Linked DNA regions of Mus musculus: region 2 is linked to region 1. Evidence: chromatin contacts called from public Hi-C data. All regions are on one chromosome and are shown on one strand. Each heading gives the region's core, a stretch centred on a gene start, on an enhancer-like site or on the middle of the called end of the contact. The rest is flanking DNA. Distances are from core to core; before and after follow the strand shown. Region 1 has its middle 60 kb from the start of Nox4. Region 2 holds the start of Nox4 (NADPH oxidase 4).

What was found. Hi-C and Micro-C count contacts between places; a contact is called where the count stands out from the background.
Region 2: a contact with region 1 is called in a Hi-C map of cortical neurons, with 1.8 times the contacts expected there. The contact joins the promoter of Nox4 here to the enhancer-like site in region 1. A contact is called at or near these places in 1 of 484 Hi-C or Micro-C datasets (cortical neurons) and 2 of 9 other capture datasets (adipose tissue and liver).

The regions. Positions count from the first base shown.
Region 1 is chr7:87,183,985-87,188,506 of GRCm38.p6, reverse strand. No RefSeq gene overlaps it. Among named protein-coding and RNA genes, the nearest start is that of Nox4, 60 kb to the left of the region's middle. Within about 2 kb of position 1,861, at least 14 of the 459 cell types and tissues checked have an H3K27ac peak or open chromatin away from gene starts, as enhancers often do. A contact at or near this core is called in cortical neurons, where this site is marked.
Region 2 is chr7:87,244,478-87,248,999 of GRCm38.p6, reverse strand. Nox4 (NADPH oxidase 4) reads right to left here and starts at 2,351. Exons shown (of 18, transcript NM_015760.5): 1 at 2,098-2,351; 2 at 1,417-1,512. The coding sequence starts at 2,154.

The DNA of each region.
Region 1 (4,522 bases), core at 612-3,111:
CCATTGTATTTTCTATTATTTGTATACAAAATTTCATTAAAAAGTGTCCTTGGATAGATGTGCATCCTGCAGATGTTCAGATGGAATTAGTGATGCAAAAGTCACACTAAGACGAAAGATGAGCATCAGAGCCATATGTGGAAATGTAATGAGGCACTATATAGAGCCTTTATATGATCTTCCAACTAGTAATTGTTCCTGTATTCATTCTCTCTCTCTCTCTCTCTCTCTCTCTCTCTCTCTGTCTCTCTCTCTCTCTCTCTCTCTCTCTCTCTCTCTCTCTCTCTCTCTCTCTCTCCATCATGATCATGTTCGTATCTGCTTTTAGTCACCAAAAACTTCTATATATTTTCCATACTCCATGACATTATTACCTACATATTAAATGCTGAGAGAGTTCCTAACATTTGGTTCATATATTTAATCTTTTAAATCAATGAAACGATGTTTATGCAATGAAATTGAAACAAAAATAAGTGAGTACAATTTACTAATATAGAAGAGTCAAAAAATAACTTATGTGTTACAAAACCTTGTTAAGATAATTCATGCCATTTGATCAAGAAAAAGATAGTCATTCAGGACTTATACTTTAACCAATAAATCTTTGAGTGTGTAAGTTTCAGTCTTCACTATATCACTATATCACATGATGTATTCATGATGAAAAATATTGAGAGTCTTGCTATATATCTAAGTCTTCAATTTGACAATTTTCTAACTTTATGTGTGTGCCTTGTGAGAGCTAGGTTTAAAGTTTTTGCCACCAACCTCAGTTATGTGTATTTTTATTTACTGATTCAAACAAAAAATCAAACAGATCCATGAAAATAATAGTGTTAAGTCAAAGGAAACAAAAAGTATCCTGAGAATAAGATGTAAGAGCAAAGAAAACATGAAATCTTAAAACCCTACATCTTGTTGTATGTGGGTATGTGTGTGCATATTCGTGTATGTGGCTGTCTCCATAAAATTGTGAATGTAAACCAGAAGTGAACATTTTCATCTTCTAGTGCAATTTTTGAGACAAGGTCTCTAAGTAAATCTGGACATGACTGATTGTACAGGTTGGACACAAGGGCTTGGCTCTTTGACCTTGTGACTTGGATTGCAAGTGTTCATAGCCAGGTGATGGGTATATAAACTCTGGTCCTCATATCCTTACTTCTCTAAAACCCAATATCTTCAAGAGCAATAAAACATTCAAAATCTAGTGGGAGGTTATTTTAAGGAATAAAAACAAAATAAATCAAATTATTTATGAGAAGATGTGGGAGGGTTTACTCACTTCAAATTGAAAGTAATTGGCAGGGTTAACTACTTATCTCTATTTTTTATGTTACCCTGTGAATGCACTTCAACATCCACCTGAGACAGATCAATAATAGATGTAGTGAACTCTGACAAACTATGCTCAGAATACGAGATCACTTTGCATGGGGATGGGATGTGGCAGAGGAGAGCAACCCCAGCAAAAAATGTTCTGGGCAAGAGTTCATGCAAGTGTGCATGGTATTTTAATGGAAATGTGATGTCCACAATACTGACTTCATATGTGCAGTCACATTACCATGACAACCAGCAGCTCTCTATAGTTCACTATGGAATAATGACTTGCTTATGCTGGCGCATTTAACATAACAGCTTTTCATGTCAGTAACAAAGATTGAATTGAAAAAGAACCCTAAGCCCAATATAACTAAAAGGAGAAAATTTATTTCTGAAAATAAACATCTACCATAATTGTCAGCTACATTTTCTTCTTAATTTTGAGTCTAAATAACAGGATATGTGAGTACAGGAAAGTCTTGCCTGTGAATGTTTTTAGTGGTGAATGGTAGAATTCTTAAGTGAAGATGACTTTGCAGAATGAACCTGAATAATAATTACTGCCAGGGCTGTGCTGGAAGCACTTAGCTGACAACTGCTTCTCTGGGAAAGAAAAAATGCAAGCCAGGTCAATTAATTACATCTCCAAAAAATTCTCTCCTGGAAGACTTCTTGTTTTCAATTCCTGCCACATTACTGGCATATTACTGAGAAGTAAATAGCATCCAATAAACACTTATCATATTCTCTGATCCTTTGCTTCCTTTCTGTCAACAATACAGAAGCAACTGCTAGATACTGACACAATTTTAAAAGTACAAGGAACCTAAACTCTCTCTCTCTCTCTCTCTCTCTCTCTCTCTCTCTCTGTCTCTCTCTCTCTCTCTGTCTCTCTCTCTGTCTCTGTCTCTCTCTTCCCCCCCCCCAATCTGTCTATGGAATTTTTGAGACTGATCTGGTTGATTGGCCCTTAAAATATTCAAGTGACATTTTATATTCTCAGAACTCTTTCTCAGTATCCACTAAAGATGCTGAAAGAAAGCTACAACTCTGGGGTAGGAAGGTAAAAGCCAAAGTTATGTTTTAAGTTTTAATTACTGTGTCTCGAGATCCATAAAGCAAAACACCTCTTACTTGTAAGCCCCTTGAACACCTTTAACTTGTAAAGCCCTTACCCAGGGACAGATACTTCCTGAGACGCTGGAGGCTATTGTTTATGGGAGATAGCAACACACGTGTTTTTGCTTCCTTAAAAAAGTTCATTTTACTCAACTGCACTGACTGTGCTTGATGGCGTGTAGATGGGAACAGGAAATACATCAGGATGTATGCCTGCCCCACAATTGGATGTAGGTGGGAGGTGTGCAGGCAGAAAGTATGTCAGGATATATGGTTATCCTTGATTAGACCTAATGGGAAACAGATATATTTATGGGTTTGCCTTTATAAATAACCCTTTGCAAAATGTTACTCACTGTTTTCTGAGATTCCCAGAATGAGCCTGACCAGAGTCTATCATCCTGGATAGTATTTAAATAAAGCTTGTTTGAATTTTGACTCAAAATTGTGGAAGTGCTCTCATTGTTTCCCAGTGGGATTAACAGTATCATTTCATGGGGTAATGAGCAATGAGAGCAGAGTATGATCTCAATTGTCTTAATCAGGAATAAAAGCAAAAACACATGAGGGAGAAACAACTGACCTTACTGCTTTTAAACTCAAGGAAATTCTACTTCATATGGCCCGTGAAAGATAGGGGAAAGTCAAAAGAAAGTTTTAAGTTCTGAAACTGAAATTTGCGATAGCTTCTGTTCCAGAAATGTCCCAGGGTATTAATGATAAGTTCTGTTTATTCTTTTCCTCAGTGCTAGAATCCAAACTAGTCATGGATCTGGCTCTCTGTATTTGGAAGTAAGTTTATTTTGTTTTATTTATGAGATAAGTTTGGACATTGTACCTGAATGCAAGTCTGAGCACCACTTTTATTCTTATCTAGTGTCTGCAGAGTCTAGGAGAGGGTGTCCAATTCCCTGGAACTGGCGTTAGAGTCTTTGCTGAAAATAAAAGCTCATTCTTTGAAAGAGCAGCCATTGCTCTTCATGACTGAGCCATCTTTCCAGGTCTGAGCTGGGGACAAGTAATCTTATAGCCCTAGTGTGTAGCCACAAGAGACAACTCTTCTTTCTCTAAATGGAAACATTCTTTTTTAAACTTTCTCTTCAGTTGTTCCTTAGGTACAAGGACTACATTGTCTAGGAGGGAGTGAATGCTACTAATTGGCAAAAGTTTCCAGTGTAAGGACATGATGTTATTAAGCAAATTAAGTCAGTTACAGTAAGGAAATATGATGTCTTTCATTTGAAAGGCCTTAACTTTATAGATATATAAAATCATTTATAAGCAGATGACTTGAAATTAGGAGCAAAGCTCTCTAGGGAACAAAGTGGGATCGAAAATAGGATAAAGGCTGGGGAATATGTTCAACTTATTCTCTGTACTATGTGTTTGCATGAAATGCCCTTGCATAACTTTGTATAATAATTTTAAACACCATTAAGAAACATTCCTTAGAGATTAGTGACAGGCCTATCAACCTGATACAGATGCTCATGTTTATGAAATAGGGAAACCAGACTGTGGATAGTTTGGGTTGTGGCGAAGACGAGTTGATTAATTTGTGGTAATTTATCACCTCTCATTATGTCTGATTTCATAACCTTGCTCTTCTCTTTGTATTGCACTGTCCATTCTAAGTCTTATTCTTAGGTAACTAAGTCTAACTTTGGAGTAAATGTGTTTTTACTACATGGGTTACTCCTCACATATAGATAATTATCTGTAGCTTGGATGCCACCAATAATGCCTACTTCTTCTACCCTATACTATCAAATAATTTTTATTGTTTTTTACATTAAGTTAGGGTACTATTTTGAGTAGGCAATTTTTATTTTAATGTTCTTGCTCAGCTCATAGTAACCTTATGCAGCTCTTTACATAACTGTCCCCAAATGAGTCTCTCAGAAAGGTTTGTATAGATTGGTGACATATACTAAGTTACGTTCCTTTCTTTTACTGCCAAGCTCTGAGCTTAGAATAAATATTCTAGATTCTAGGAGTCCATTCACTGGGTTGTAGAATGTATATATCTATTTTACTAATTTCATGAACATGATAAGATGATAATTGTTTATGA
Region 2 (4,522 bases), core at 1,102-3,601, 60 kb before region 1:
GAGTTTTCAAGAAAGAGAATGAAAAGCTAGGCGTCCTTGGTAACTCATCAGAGAAATTCTTCTTAATGTGTTTATTAACCTACAATTATTTGATTGGTTTGTTTGCTTGTGGGTTTTGGTTGCTGTTTTGCATCAGAGTGTAAGGCACTTGAAAAATAGTAAATACTTTATTCTCTGGGACTATTTAGAAAGCAATGTAAAGAACAGTTCTAGATAAATAGACCAAATTTAGATAGATGAGAAAGGACAAGCATATTAATTTCAGAATCTTCAATAAGGGAGGGGGTCTCTTTTTTCTTTTCTGAAACAATGTTTCTGACCCCAATAGTTAAAGCTAGTGGTGTTAAATGTTAAGAAGATGTCACAATCAAGAGCTTTAATACAGTAATCTGTTTCAAAAATATCAATTAATTCAGCTGCAACTTACTGCAGACTTGATATGTCCTAATCACTACACAGAGAACTAAGATTAAAAGATAAACCTATGTCCTCCAATCATGAAAGTGAAGCTAGTTGCACTGAATTCAACTGAAGTGATTTTAAATAGTTACAATTTTATGAAAAAAAAGCAATAAGTGTCCTCTTTAGAATATGTTTTCCTCTCCAGTGATGATAAATCTACAATTGTATAACACCTTTTATACTTTGTGTGGTTGCTTAGGAGAATTCAGTCTCCTGGTACAAAGTAAGATATCCTGGAGGACCCTGCCATTTATAGGATCTAGTAAGGTAGAGATAGAATTAGAAGATGAGATGAGAAACAGAACAAAGAGAAATATCAACATGAAATAAACCAGGACAGAGTTTGTTTGATTCTGTCCTCAGACCAGAACCAGACCCGGCCAATAACCTATGGCAACCAGCCAAGGCTACTTAGAAATAAATAACAGCTCACTTTGTGAGAACTGTCAGTAAAAGAAAACCAGTGCTGACATCCTCTGGACAGACTTGTGGGAAGGCAGAGAGCCTTGATAAGTCTAGACTAACAGTCTGTCATCAGCTGGTCCTCTGAGAGAAGCAAACTCTTCAGGGCTTGCTCACTGGTGCAGCTTGGGGGGGAAAAAAAGGAGAAGAAGAAGAAGAAGAAGAAGAAGAAGAAGAAGAAGAAGAAGAAGAAGAAGAAGAAGAAGAAGAAGAAGAAGAAGAAGAAGAAGAAGAAGAAGAAGAAGAAGCAGAAGCCAGCAACTTCCCTCAGACTCTGATAGCCTGGTCTGACAGGTTCATTTACCTCAATTTAACAGATACTACTACCCTTGCTCCTTAAAGGGCCAAACTCAAGAAGCTTGACTGCTCAAAGAAACACATGTTTTTTAAGTTGACAGCAAATATTACTATGAGAAATGGGTGTACTGACAAAATCCTGTAGTAGTTTGTTGCCTTAAACCCACTCTACCAGGTCATCCCAGATTCACTTACGCCCAACATTTGGTGAATGTAGTAGTATTCTGGCCCTTGGTTGTACAGCAGGAAGGTTTTCCAGAAAAGTAGAACGTTTAGGGACAGCCAAATGAGCTAGACCAGTCAAAGAGAAAGAAAAAAACAAAGTTAAAAAAAAAAGAAAAATAATCATCTGATAGAAGCCACACACAAGACTCACCTGGGTACATGCAATTTCAGAAAGCAGAAAGCATGCTCAGTCAGTAAGTGGAAAAGCTGCTCTGAGGACACCTCACTTGGCCTTACCCAGACCCTGCACTGAAATAAAGGTTGGTGGCTAATAGATCACTTAATCAGCTACACCTTACTTCCCCAACTCTATTGCAAACTGAGAGTAAGAAAGTAGTATCATTATCATGGCGCATGGGATGCCCAATATAGGGAAGCAATTGGAAGAGCATAGGAAATGAGTGTTTTAAAAGCTCCCTTAGCTCCCCTTTCCTCTGCATTGGCTCCTCATCAATCTGTACTAAAGCTCCCTTGCATTGAGCAGGAAGTATTTCCAGGAATGCATAAAGTCATGGTTAGGTGAGAAAGTCAGAAAACTAAACCCCCAAACTTCCAATTCTCTCATCCCACCAGTACACATTCTGAGAATGAATCAAACTGGCTGCAGCATAGATAGACTGTCTGTCAGGCCAGCTTGGCCCTCCATCCTACCAGGCAGAGGTGTTTAACCCCTTCGTTGGCCAGCCAGCTCCTCCAGGACACCGCCATGCCGCCGGCGCGGGGAGTGCTGCGCCCTGCTCGGTGCTCAGGACCGAAAGGAGCGATCAGTGGCCGGGGCAGCAGATCCAGGGGCGCCGCCTGCAGGGGAGCGGCGTGGGGGCGAGGGTCAAAGGCTGTACTGAGTCTGGAGGCCTGGCTGGAGGTCTCCACCCGGCTCCCACCGCGCTGCTCCCTTGCCTCCCCACGCCCCCTGGCCCCGCGCGCCGCCCTGCGCCAGCCCCTTTGTCTCGCGCGAGCCTGTTGTTGTGGCGGCGGTTCAGGACGTCCCGGGTGGGAAGGTGGAGGCGTCCCCTGCAGCCTCCAGCCGGGCCTGTCCAGCTGCAGACATGCCCCAGATGCGAGAATGGGAATCGGAAGCTTGGGGACGTTCTTTGCATCCCGGGGCGCATACACCCTACTTCCTAGAATGGTTGTGCACCACCACCGCCACCAGCACCACCCACCCACCCACCCACCCACCACCACGCCGCCAAAATGACAGAAAGAAAAGAAAAAAAGAACAAAAAAAAGAAAAGTTCGGCTGAAAGAAACTTGGTAAAGAAATTTGAGCCGGAAGTAGCCTTTTGTGTATTAGCCTTCCCTATCCAGCCAGTCCTGTGTCTACAAAGAAGTACCATCTCACAGTCAGAAGCCCAAGTCTTCCTTTCTTCCCACTTCTCTATCAGCTGCCCCACCTATCCCTGTCTTGAGATAAAACTTTCTGTATCTTGCTGAAAACAAACCAGGCAGGCAAAGAGTTAACGCTGACGTTATTTTCAGGAGTTTTTAGGAAGCTCAGATTCCCTCTAGGAATGTGCACTTTATACTGCTAATTGCAAAGTCAACTCATTAAAAAGAAACCCTCTTAAACTTGTACCAGAAGTCTATGGAAGGTGAGGAGTGTGCAATGGGCATAGTTAATTAGTTAAACAGTTAATCATATGAAATAATGTCTGTATCATAATCGGTGTTCAGTGACTTTATTAACTAACATACGTAATAGGTAAAAAAAAAAAAAAGAAGAAAAAGAAAGAAAGAAAGAAAGAAAGAAAGAAAGAAAAGGCATTTGATGTGCTTAATCTAATTTCATGTCATCCAAGATTTTTCTTGTAAAATGAAAAAACATTTTATCACACTGGCAATTGAAGTAAAAGTTTAATTAATGGAACTAAAATTTAATAAATCATGCTGTACTTCATGCAACGTCCTTATCTAAGTTAATTTAAGAAACTGCATTCAATTCCAACCTTCAGATTGAAAAACTGGAATCAATCTGTATCGAGTCCTAGTTGACCACCACACACATTTCTTTGTGTCCTCTCATTTCAATGTGTAACCTGTCTCAAGCATGAGTGAGTCAAGAATACTTCTCAGAGTTGTCTACCATATAATGTGTAAGTAATACTAAGACTTCATTGCCAGTTAATATAACTTATTCACACCTAAGTATACTTCTTTATACCTAAAGAACCAAAGAAGTGACATATGAAAACCCCCCAGGTGTGTCACCACTAAAGAAAGGAGACTATCCAAAGCCAGAGGCTACTGCATCCTCAAACTCAACACTTCACCTTTGCATCCAGACCCATGCCCCAAATGAGAGGCTGCAGGGAATGTTACAGGAGACAAAACTCCAAGTTGGGATGCAGGAGATTTGCATCTGAGAAGTTATCTGCTGAACTTGCTCCTCCTATCCTGGAGCCTGAGCCTGCAAAGACCCTGAACAGCACTGAAAGCTGAGTGGCTGGAGATGTCCAGGAAACTATTTTGAGTTTTTGGTAACTGTGTAGAATTTGAAATACTATTGCTATCAAGTTTTATGAAAATGCAAAACTTTATTTTGTGTATTTGTTTTGAGCTATGTTGTTAGTACAACACTTCATTGTTTTCAGGATGCCCCTCCTCCCAGTGTGTTACTGACAAAGTGTCTACCAACCTGGATTGATGTAGGAGGAAACACCTTATTCTTGATTTGAAAGGTTCATCTTGCCGCCCAGGAGGGATTCTCTGATTCTGACATATTTGGCCACCTTTCATACAAAATGCTTTGTGGTGCTTAACCTTTGTTTCCAAAGCCATGTCCAAAAAGAGAGGCTGCAGGGAATGCTAAAATTGTTTTTGCTGGTGTGGTAGGTGACTGAATTTTGCAGCAAAATGGCTAAAGTTCCTCAAAACCTACTGCTCTTTTTCTAAAAGTCTATTTTTTTTTCAGATTAATAATTCTTCTACCTGAACTCATTCACTAAAATTCAAGGGTAGCTTGTAGAAAGTTGCCAAACAACAGGCTAAACTTAAATGTGTGAATGTATCCTGTTCAAAGCATCAAATATAGACTCCATTGGATTTTTATAGTATCTTTCTGACTTTGGTAGTTCAT